Regions from separate parts of the Mus musculus genome. Here region 2 is linked to region 1. A link is a contact called in public HiChIP or PLAC-seq data. All regions are on one chromosome and are shown on one strand. Each heading gives the region's core, a stretch centred on a gene start, on an enhancer-like site or on the middle of the called end of the contact. The rest is flanking DNA. Distances are from core to core; before and after follow the strand shown.

The links. HiChIP or PLAC-seq counts read pairs in DNA pulled down with a chosen protein or histone mark.
Region 2: an H3K27ac HiChIP or PLAC-seq map of bone marrow-derived dendritic cells shows a contact between it and region 1, with 4 times the contacts expected there. The contact joins two enhancer-like sites. A contact is called at or near these places in 3 of 115 datasets of contacts at active chromatin or transcription factors (bone marrow-derived dendritic cells, microglia and pancreatic cancer cells).

The regions. Positions count from the first base shown.
Region 1 is chr10:59,232,341-59,238,369 of GRCm38.p6, forward strand. No RefSeq gene overlaps it. Among named protein-coding and RNA genes, the nearest start is that of Sowahc, 13 kb to the left of the region's middle. Within about 2 kb of position 3,766, at least 60 of the 459 cell types and tissues checked have an H3K27ac peak or open chromatin away from gene starts, as enhancers often do. A contact at or near this core is called in bone marrow-derived dendritic cells, where this site is marked.
Region 2 is chr10:59,931,225-59,936,958 of GRCm38.p6, forward strand. No RefSeq gene overlaps it. Among named protein-coding and RNA genes, the nearest start is that of Ddit4, 18 kb to the right of the region's middle. Within about 2 kb of position 1,562, at least 136 of the 459 cell types and tissues checked have an H3K27ac peak or open chromatin away from gene starts, as enhancers often do. A contact at or near this core is called in bone marrow-derived dendritic cells, where this site is marked.

The sequences.
Region 1 (6,029 bases), core at 2,516-5,015:
AGACAAACAAATAAGCGAATTGATTAATTAATTAGATTAAAAGCAGAGGCCATTTTGCTTGCTAGCCTGGTTTAAGTTCCAGATCACTCTTTTCTGAAAAGAAATAAATAAATGGCCCTGCTGAGCACTTTCCCTTTGTTCCTGTGTTCTTTGTGTGCTACTAAGATTACTCCTTTCCTACAGGCACTTGAGCCTGAGGCTCTTAGAATCCAGACACACACACACACACACACACACACACACACACACACACACATACTGACCGATGACTGAAACTTGCCTCCAGCATCAGTGACCTCCAGGAGGCCCTGCTCGTGAAAAAAAGTTATCTATAACATCTATGACCACACCTGGAGCATGCGCAGTTATCTCCGCAGTGAGAACAGCTTGTGTGCTCAAGACCAGAATTCTTGGAACTACTTTGTAACACTAGAGCGGAAAGAACCTTACTTTGAAGGAGACTCTTTAACTAAGTATGCATCTTGCTTCCTTCCCCAGACCTTCCTCCAGTAAGCCTAAAACTCTCATTATTACCTCTGCAAGACTTAGGAGTCACTGAACCCGTCTCTTTGTCCCTCCTCCCAATATATCACATTAATTAAGTCTCCTTTTCCCATTTTTCACCATTACCCATCTTTAATTGGTATTTTAGGATGGGTGACAGAATGGAGGCATTTTCCTTAAAACTAATAACATTTTTATTTATTATGTATTTTTGCATATATTTGATTTTTTTAAATGATTACATTGTAAAAATTACTTGTCTGGATGACTGACCTTCCCTCCATCACCATCTCTCTTCCCACATTTTGAGAGCTACCTTTGGCCATCTAAAGCTAGAGCCACTTCCTGGGTTATCAGGCAGAACCTAAGACAAGTCAAGTCAAGTTGGAGACCACAAATATAACAAACACAGAGAGAAAACACAGCCAAAGGAGCATGCACCCGACCTGGGGCTCCTTGGAAGGGAAAGGAAGGCCACTTCCATCCGCCAGCATCCTGGAAGTTTATCTCTTGTCAGACATCTAGGTTCCCTGTGAGGCAGCTTGGGAATGGGAGGAAGAGTCTGAGAACATATGAAAGACTGGGAGGCCTTAGCCAACCTTGGTTCATTCAAACAAGGGGATAGGCTTGAGCAAGTCTTCATTACAGGAACTTGGGAGAGAAAGATAGTATATAAAAGACCCAGAAAAGGTCATATGACCCTGGCTCTGTCCTTTTTGTCCCAGGCAAGGCCACAGGTGCAGTTGGTACACCTTCAAACTCCTCTATTTTTAGTCAATAAACTGTTTCTTTTCCTGTAACTATCCTTATGTCTTTATACAGTTCATTGAAAAAGACAATAAGAACTAAAACTCCAGCATCTGCATCCAGACACAGATCTGTGCTCTAACCTCTGGACTTAAATCCCTTCTGCTCTCCTTTGTGTCTTAATGACCTTTTTGTTTTTGTGGTGTTGAGGACATAACCCAGGTTTTCATGTACACTAGGCAAGTTCTCTATTCCACTCCTAGTCCCAAGTCTTGCAAGTATGATTCCTGAATGTTCTGGGAAAAATAAAATGTTTCATCTGTAACCTTGAGCAGAAAGTTCTCAAAGGGAGAATGTATAGTACTGGGAGCTGGGCTGCAGGAAACAGTTATTGTAAGAAACATCAAATATGACTCTTTTCCACCAAATATTATAAATCAGGTCTTTATAAGGAATTCAAATCTTTTTGTCTTCCTTGCCATATAAGACTTTGACTAGGATCTTTAACCCACCTCCTGCCCCCAACACACACACACACACACACACACACACACACACACACACACAGAGAGAGAGAGAGAGAGAGAGAGAGAGAGAGAGAGAGAGAGAGAGAGAGAGACTTTGTTTATACAAAGACCCTTTTGCTGCATTCCAGAAATTTGATGGTCTAAGGCAGCGACTTCTTCCTCCCCGCTCCTTCATTTCCTGTGACCGATTCTTTTAAGGCTAACTAATTGAAAGACTATGTGATCAGACCTCAGCCAACTGGGGGAAAGACACAGTCACCACCCGCATTAAAACCAAATACGTCCTGTGCCTGCTTTGGTGCGCAGTGCAACCTTTGCTTAGGAATGCACCAGCTATTCACATCAGCCAGAGAAACAAGTCTCTAGACTAGAAGCACAGACAGAGTTTGGGTGTTGCCTGCTTGTCGGACATCAGCTGCATCGAGCGACTCTGTGCTAGTTCAGTAAAATTACCAAGTCTCTTGTTCTTATTCACCAAATTGATGAATATTGGAAATGTTTATTCTACCACCACTTCAAGCCTCTTCCTCCAATCTGTCAGCCAACTCATTTACAATATAGCATTAACCCTAGACTCTTGGTAATCCAGTTCCCAAGACTGAGAGAAAATGAGCACCTCTGATGGCTATTCTTGGTTGTCAACGTGACTACATCTGAAATGAACTAAAACCCAAGTGAATGGGTACATCTGTAAGGGATGAATTAAATCATTTGAAGTAGGGAGATCCAGTTTTAGTCCCTATCTTTTGAGGTGGGAAAACATACCTTTAATCTCAACCATGTCACTGGCTGACAGCCTATATAAAGGACATGGAAGAAGGCTTGCTCTCTGCTTACTCTCACTGTTGCTCTTGTTAACAAGTCCGTTCCTTCGCTGGCAAGAGAGCCTACTTCTTAAGGATAATGAAGACCAGCTGAGACATCTAGCATCATAAACTGAACAGCTACAGGAAACTTAGGCCTTCTGTTGGTAGGCAGCCATTGTTGAACTAACTGATCCACAGTCTGTAAGACTTTCCTCTTTCTATATATAAATATAGATAGACAGATGACAGTTGGATGGATGGATGAGAGAAAGAGAGAGGATAGCCATCTACTATAAGTTCTGTTCTTCTAGAGCAGAGGTTCTCAATCCCTGGGTTGTAACCCCTTTAGGGGTTAAACAACCATTTCACAAGGTCACCTAAGTCCATTGGAAACCACAAACATTTACATTATATTTCATAACAGTAGCAAGATTACAGTTATGAAATGGCAACAAAAATAATTTTATGGATGGGGGGTTCAGGTCAGCATGAGGAACTGTATTGAAGGTTGTTTTGAGGAACTGTGTTAGGAAGGTTGAGAACCACTGTTCTAGAGAACCCTGACTAAACAGCACCCTAGAAATAAAAATATTGTAGAAGTGTATAACCTCACTCAGTCTTGGACTTCACAGTGACATTTAGAATCCTGCGGGTCTGTGAATCCCGCCATTATCCTTTGATTCTGCTCAGTCTGTGAGTAGCCTAACAAACGCTGCTCACAGTTTGCTTATTATTCCTGGGGCTGGAAACTCCAGGAACAATCTAAGAAAAGTGAAATCCCTAAAAGTCACACAGTGTCACTGAGTTTAGTGACTCCCTTTTCTGTCGAGGGATGGGACTTGGGACTTGCCTGGCAACTAAGAGAACTGTGTAAACCAGGAATTGAATCAACAACCATAAGGCAGTGGGGCTGTGATCCAGGGGAAATTGGGATCCTCTCCGAGGTTCCTTAGTCACACTGACAACAGAATTTAAGAACAGACTCAGATTGAAGCTTAAGGACAGTTTTGTTAGCATTTAAAGGAAAAAGCTCCCAGGTAAGCTGTAAGCTTCAGCAGACTTCTGGAGGAGGGCAATGACAGAGGGAAGAGAAAAGAAACATGCCTTTTAAGCTAGCGTGAAGGTCACTCATGGGCTGGAGAAGGAGCTACATGCAGGAAGGCATTAAAAAAGATCAAAGAGTCCCAAACATTGGGGAAGTCCCAACGTGTGTGTTAGAGAAAGCATGCTTAGAAAAGACAGAAGTGCAGGGGAAGTTGGGCTTTTCCTAATAATTAAAACAAAAAACAAACAAACAAAAAACGTAAGATTCCCAAAGCTGCAGGCCATGCCTATTAAGCTACTGTGCTGTTCCCTGGGAAAGTATGGTATCTTATTGAAGGACTAATTATTCTACTTAGCTCCTTAACATGGCTTAAGGCCAGCCAGCCCACCTTCTTCAGTGTGGGGTGATTCCTAGACCAGGTGATTGAGCCCAGTAGAATTTTAGATCACCTCCCAAGTCAGAGCCTCTGTTCTCTTGACCAGCATTTTTCTCTTCATGGGCTGTTATTGCCATCCTAAGAGCTGAAATCACATTCAGATTTAGGAAACAGCTCTAGACTTAAGAAAACTGAGCGAAGGCAACAGGCATGGGGTGACAATGGGTGACCAAGTTGTGCAATGACAATGAGGTAGAGGGGCAGGAGTTTCGACATGGGGGTGGGGGATTTCAGCAAGCTTAGGGGAACAGAAACTTCCTTGGCCAGGGTCTGGCAGAGTTTGTTCAGAAATGACTATGGTGACATCATCTCGTTCTGGCTCCATTTTGTGTTTGTGACACTTCTCAGCCCTCGATCCCTCCTCCCCACCACAGCCCTCGATCCCTCCTCCCCACCACCGTCTGCCTCAGCAACACATTAGAGATGTCCAGAACCTTGACCTCAGTCCACTTGTATTAGTCAAAGTAATAAAAGTAAACTAAAATAGCCCAAAAAGATAAAAGTCAAAGATAACTGGCATTGTGTCTGAGATAATTACCGTGCTCTGCTAGGAATGAACATTTCAAGGTTACTTTGACTTTCATCCAGTTTTGACATAAATTATAGTCTTTGTGAGTTTTTTTTTTTTAATTTTAATTTTTTCCTTTAAAAACTCTGTTTCCCTAAGCCTGGACACCAGGAGACTTTTTAGAGACACAAGCCCACTCTTGGTCTGGCCATCAAGAAAAAATGATAAAGCTTTGAACTGACTTAATCAACATGGTTAGCAATAACTATTTCTGTGTTGATCATTTCAGCTCAGGGTTTATTCCAACACACCTGAAGCAGGCTGAGCAGTTACTCAGGTGAAGACTACACTGCTGAAGAGACAGAAAGACCATGCCAATCATAGTGGGGGGTGGGAAGAGGGTAGTAGGAAACTGGCTGTTATAGTCAGGCATGTGCTGGAGAGAGGCACTAGAACCATTAATAAGAGGCCTCTTCTCCCTAAGCATGGGCTCTCACAGTATCTGAAGGAGCTTTACAAGGCACTAAGAGAGAAAACCACTAGTTCTCCTAGCTGTAATGCCTATGACCCACAATCATAGAATGGCAAGATATCCCAAATGATTTAATAACACTTATGTCCTAGGGATGGAGAGAGGCAGAATGATGTAAATACAGTACTCATATGAAATTCTCAAAAAAAAATTAATTACCTTAGGGGGAAAAGATGGAAAGATACTCCTATCTGTATTGGAACAATGGGAAGGATACACTTAGGGCAAGAGCCCACACAGCGGAGCTTGCACCCTGTGAAAGAAGTTCAGTGGGTTGCTTGCTGCTAGAACGTACAGAAGTTACTTCAAATGCTGTTAAAGGAGGGAGGAGCCCAGTCTAAGCTGACAGCCAAACTTGGAAGTGCCGTCATATGGTGCTGGTTTTGGAAGGGTGAAGGCAAGAGTCAGGACTTTGGGAGTTTTTCCTCTTAATTTTCAGAGAGCTGCTGGGGCCAGGCAACATGTGACAGGGGAATCCCTGTGAGGTCATGAGGGGCCATGGCCTGAAACTGTGAAAGTGAAGTCTGGGTTCCAGCTGAGATGCCAGAGCTGGGAGACATCTGCCAAGGACAGCTGCATACACGGGGAGAAGGAGGGGAAGAGGGAAGGAGAGATGGAGGAAGGAAAGAGGGTCGAGGGAGGGAGAAGCAAAGCTGGGGAGGTGGAGCTATCTAAAGTCCCAGATTACTCCACAGGGAGCAATAAGACCTGGTGTTTTGCTCTGTTGGGACCCTGTCTTCTTTTGGATCAGTACTTCCTTACTATGCCTCTATTCCTCCCTTTTGGAATGGGGAAGAATATTTTGTGCCATTATACGCTTAAAGTATGATATTTGCCCTTTGATTTTTACAGAGGGCTATTGCAAAGGGATCGTCTTGAATCTCAGAAGGAGTTTTGGATTTTTGAACAATTTTGAGGGAGTGG
Region 2 (5,734 bases), core at 312-2,811, 700 kb after region 1:
GGAACCAATCAAAAACAGTGCGTGAGACCAAGCTGGGTGCGGGTCTGCACCCTCAAGCCAGCTGTAATATGTGGATGTCAGTAGGGCCCTGGAGCTGGGAGGGCAGGGGTGGGGGGAAGCTTGGGGGGGGCGACATCTCTTCCCACGCTGAGCGGGGTGCAGGGAGTGGGTAGGAGGGTGGATTTCTTCTAGACAATCCAGATGGATACTGAGGCCGTGGTTGCAAGGTTGGAGAGTCCGAGGCCAGATGAGGAGGGAGTGTAAAGGAAGGTGATAAGGGCCTTTCTTCTTCTTCTTCTTCTTCTTCTTCTTCTTCTTCTTCTTCTTCTTCTTCTTCTTCTTCTTCTTCTTCTTCTTCTTCTTCTTCTCCTTCTCCTTCTCCTTCTCCTTCTCCTTCTCCTTCTCCTTCTCCTTCTCCTCCTCCTCCTCCTCCTCCTCCTCCTCCTCCTCCTCCTCCTCCTCCTTCTCCTTCTTCTCCTCCCCTCCTCCTCCTCCTCCTCCTCCTCCTCCTCCTCCTCCTCCTCCTCCTCCTCCTCCTCCTTCTTCTTCTGATTTTTCGAGACAGGGTTTCTCTGTGTAGCCCTGGCTGTCCTGGAACTCACTTTGTAGACCAGGCTGGCCTCGAACTCAGAAATCAGCCTACCTCTGCCTCCCAAGTGATGGGATTAAAGGCATGCCGGGCTGATGATAAGGGTTTTACCACCCTGGGTGACTGGTTCGAATCCTTATCCCCTTGTCGTTTCATGACTTCATACAGTGACCTATTGTCTCTGTTTCTCAGGGGCGAAGGAGGAGTCAACACCTCTTACTTTATTTTAATCCTCAGAATAAACATCCTAAGAACGTTTTGTTTTGTTTTTCAAGACAGGGTTTCTCTGTATGGCCCTGGCTGTCCTGGAACTCACTTTTTAGACCAGGCTGGCCTCGAACTCAGAAATCTGCCTGCCTCTGCCTCCCGAGTGCTGGGATTAAAGGTGTGTGCCACCACGCCTGGCCTAAGAATGTTATTTTGTTTGTTTTGTGTGCGTGTGCGTGTGGGAGAGGGGGAGAGAGAGAGAGAGAGAGAGAGAGAGAGAGAGAGAGAGAGTTGGTTGGTTGGTTGGTTTCGTTTTTTTGAGACAGGGTTTCCCTTGTGTATCCCTGAACTCTCTGTATAGACCAGGCTGACCTTGAACTCATAGAGATCCGCCTGCCTCTGCCTCCTGAATGCTGGAGATTAAAGGCATGTACCACCACTGCCTGGCTCAAAGAATTTTTGTTTTTTTAACTCTCTCAACTGGACCCAGCAATAGAGGAGTGGAACCTTCACCCCATTGTACAGACGAAGACACTGAGGCTCAAGGTGAGCCCAATACCCAGGCAGTAGTCCATGGGTATCTGGGGAAAGGAATAAGAAATGCCATTCCCAGCTCCACCCACCCTGACCTCAGTCGGCCTGCCAGGAAGGGCAGTTCGTGCCAAGACTGGTGGTTTCCTTTAGTCAAACTGCGTCAGACTCTCTCTGGGGGGTTAACCGACAGGAACTGGTAGCTCAGCCTTGTGAAAGATCAAAAAGGGGACACCAGGCTTCTGGGCACAGTTGAAGCTGTCCTTCAGCCCATACGTGTGCTCTGTGGGAGAGGCTGCTTGGGGTGAGCCCTGGACTTGATATTGAACAGGACCTTTCTGTGAACTTCACTTGCCTTAGCTGTAACTAAGGCTGATTTTTTTTGTGGGACATGAGTGGCTCATGTCTATAATCCCAGCACTTGGGAGGCACAAGAAGGGAAGGATTGCCACAAGTTCAAGTCTGTCCACACCTACATAGCAAGTTCCTGGACAGTTAGGAACACATAGGAAGGCTGTCTCACAAAACGGAGGGGGGAAGTAAGGATTATGAAGATTAACTCCGAGGGCCAGGGGTATAGCTTGTTGGTGGAATGCTTGTCTAGCACATTCGTGACCCTGGATCCCATCCCCAGCACGATTAATTAGTTAGGTAATTAACAACTTGGTAGTTCCATTGGTAGAGTGTGCTTGTCTAACATTTATGAATTCAAATCCAATGCCCAAATTCGAACCCTAGCACTCAAGAGATGAAGAAAAGAACAGAAACTCAAGGGCATCCTTGGCTACAAAGAGTTTGTGGTCAGCCTGGACTACATAAGACCCTGTTTTGCTGGGCAGTGGTGACACACACCCTTAACTCCAATACTCAGCAGACAGAGGCAGGTAGATCTCTGAGTTTGAGTTTGGAGCCAAACTGCTCTACAGAGCGAGTTCCAGGACAGCCAAGGCTACACAGAGAAGCCCTGTCTCAATCATTAGCATCATCACCAACACCAACACGCACAGGCTTCTTGGTGTGGCCTGTGCTGGTCAAAAGTCAGGAAGGATGCTTTCCTGGACCTCAACCAAACCAAAGAAACTTCCACCCAGAGGTCTTTGGGCCTCACTTCCTGGGGCCGGTTCTCCTTAGTAAACAAGGAGGCCTCAGCATGCCACAGGCTGGAAGGTTCAGTGCTGGGGGAGGGGGGGTTGTTTGTTTGTTTTTGTTTTTGTTTTTGTTTTGAAACAGGGTTTCTTTGTGTAGCCCTGGCTGTCCTGGAACTCACTCTGTAGACCAGGCTGGCCTTGAACTCAGAAATCCATCTGCCTTTGCCTCTCAAGTGCTGGGATTAAAGGCGTGCGCCACCACTGCCCGGCTCAGTGCTAGGTTCTGATCAACCTTTTTGCCAAATAGTCATTCCTTTCTCCAGTAAAGGAAAAAGGAAAAAAGAAGAGAAGTGGAGAGGAGAGGAGAGGAGAGGAGAGGAGAGGAGAGGAGAGGAGAGGAGAGGAGAGGAGAGGAGAGGAGAGGAGAGGAGAGGAGAGGAGAGGAGAGGAGAGGAGAGGAGAGAAAAAAAGAAAACCCGGACACGCCCACTTTGCAGACTGCAGTTCAGAGAAGTTGACAGTGCACCAGCAGGGTTGCTCAGGATTGCTCTACAGTATGTGCTGCAAATGCCTGACTCAGCTGGCTCAGGGACAGAGGGACCTCTGGAACTTTCTCAGCAGGGCATCCTTAAATCCTGAACAGACCCATTTGTCAAGTTGGAGCCAGGATGGTGTGCTGGCTATCTAACCCCAGCGCCCTACTGGTTCACTTTGTCCTTAATGGGGGCTGGCCTGGCACCAAGCCCCTGGGGGCAGAGGTCACCTTTCCTGACCTCCAGTCCCCAGCTCTTCCCTTCTGTGCCCAGCATGGTCCTCACCTCTGCTGCTCTGCTGCAGTTCCTCTTGTGGGAGGGCACTGCAGCCTTCCGGAGCTAAGTTAGTGCCTACAGCCTTGGGGGGCTATCCCACACTTAGCCAGAGTTAGAGCTACCCCGGTGGCCTTGCCGCTGTGTCTTAGCTTCTAAGCAGAAGAGTAAATCTTCCATGTCTCCAGCTGCTTTCTTCTCTCTAAAGCAAGCAGGATTTCTACAGCAGCCAGCTACTATGCTTGTGCAGGGCCCCTAGGAAGTCCCTTAAATGCCTTTATTTCTCAAAAGTCTATCATTAGATAAGTAGGACTAAATTGTTCCTACATCAACATCACAGATTTATTCTTGCTATATAATCTAGGCTGGCCTCTAAACAACCTATATAGCCCAGGCTGGTCTTGAACCTAAGTGATCCTCCTGCTGTAGTTCCCTACATGCCTACCTAGAATAGTGGATGTTATTCTTTGACATTACACATTACAGAATTCTTTCTTCTTTTTTCCCCCCAGAGCTGAGGATTGAACCCAGGGTGGAGCCCTTGCTAAGCACGCTCTACCACAAAGCTAAATCCCCAACCCCACATTACAGAAATCTTGAGAGCAGGTTTTGTTATCATAAACATGGTTTATTGTTTAACCATGCGTCCTGCATTTATATTCAAAGCCCCCCCATGAGCTTGTGTGTGTGTGTGTGTGTGTGTGTGTGTGTGTGTGTGTGTGTGTGTGATATGATATTACTAGCCCTCAAAATCTCCTCATGGATTATCTCATTTAACTCTTATAGCTCCTGGGACAGATTTTATTTTCCTTGTCTTATAGAGCAGGAAACTGAGGCCTGGGAAGGGTAGGACGCTTGCCAGATGTCAGGAAGTCTAGCTCCAGATTGTACCCAGTCTTCTACCGTTTAGTATAGTGACTGCACAGAGCTAACAACTGTTTGGTACATCCATGCAAGCGTGTACACCTGCACCCCCTTCAGCTCATGAGGGAGGCCTCGAGGACCACCCCACTGTACAGAGGAGAATGGAAGTGGCTGGTGACTGACAGTTTCAGGATTCATCCCAGTATCCCAGCTCAGACCAGCTCAGCGACCAGAGTCTGTTTAGTGGCTCCCAGAGACGTGCAGCACCGTGGGCTAGAAGCGGGAGATCCGGGGAACAAACTTCACCTCAGGGCTAGAGAGATGGCTCAGCGGTTAAGAGCACTGACTGCTCTTCCAGAGGTCCTGAGTTCAAATCCCAGCAACCACATGGTGGCTCACAACCATCTGTAATGGGATCTGATGCCTTCTTCTGGTGTGTCTCAAGATAGCTACAGTATATTCATATACATAAAATATGTCTTGTTTTGTTTTGTTTTGAGAAAATAAATTTTAAAAAAATTTCACCTTCTTTCCTTCCTTCCTTCCTTCCTTCCTTCCTTCCTTCCTTCCTTCCTTCCTTCCTTCTTTCCTTCCTTCCTTCCTTCTTTCCTTCCTTCCTTCCTTCCTTCCTTCCTTCCTTCCTTCCTTCCTTCCTTCCTTCCTTCCTTCGCTTGTCTCTTCTTCTGACCTTCTCTTTTCTCTCTTTCCTTCCAATCATTCATTTAGCCCCTGAGAACCCACTAAGGAAAAAACCCAGGGAGACTTGAACAAATATCCCCCCAAAGAGCCAACAGTCTGTAAACAAGCTGGCCATGTAGTTCAGAGGTAGAGCAATTGTCTAGGCTATGTAAGGCTCTGGATTCCACCCCACCCCTGTTCCTGCCCCAGCCTCTGTTTCTGGTTTTGAGTGTCTGGGGGGTGGGACCTGTGCAGAGTCTGCTGCCATTTAAAGCCTTTCCCTTTTCCTCAGCACAGCTGGGGAGAGACTGACCCGAGGTCAACCCAAGAACAATCCCAGCCTTACTTCAGAGCTGAGTCTCCCGCCACCAGGCTGGAGATGCAGAGAGAGCTGGGGAGGTCCTTTTGGGTTGGTCTGTGCTGCACACAACATTCACAAGGCCTCTTGCTCTTTGACTCCAGCCTCAAGCACAAGAGATAACCAAGCCTCCATCCCCAGTAACCAAGCCACGGCAGCAGGAAAGTGGGGAAGGCCACCCCTTAGGGCAGGGACAGGCCAGCTGATTTCAGGACTCCTTAGCTGATGGCAATGCAAACTAAGGAAGAGTCAAAACTGGAAAGGCCTCTTAGGGGTTGTCTCAAAATGACTTTGTGGAGCCTCAGTCTCCCCATCTGAGTGTAGTGAAGCAGTTCCTGAAGCCCATCTGTGGGGACTTCGTAGGGTCTGTGAATGCCCCGCCCCCATTTCCTCACTTCCTGGATCTTCATCTCCAGCGTGCTGCCCAGTTTGCAGAAGCAGAGACAAGGCTCAAGGGCTTGCCTGCAGCCCGGCATGAGAACCACATCGAGGGAGGGGCTGGAGGGATGGCTCAGTGGTTAAGAGCACTGGCTGATCTTCCAGAGGTCCTGAGTTCAAATCCCAGCAACTACATGCTCACAACCATCTGTAATGGGATCCAATGTCTTCTTCT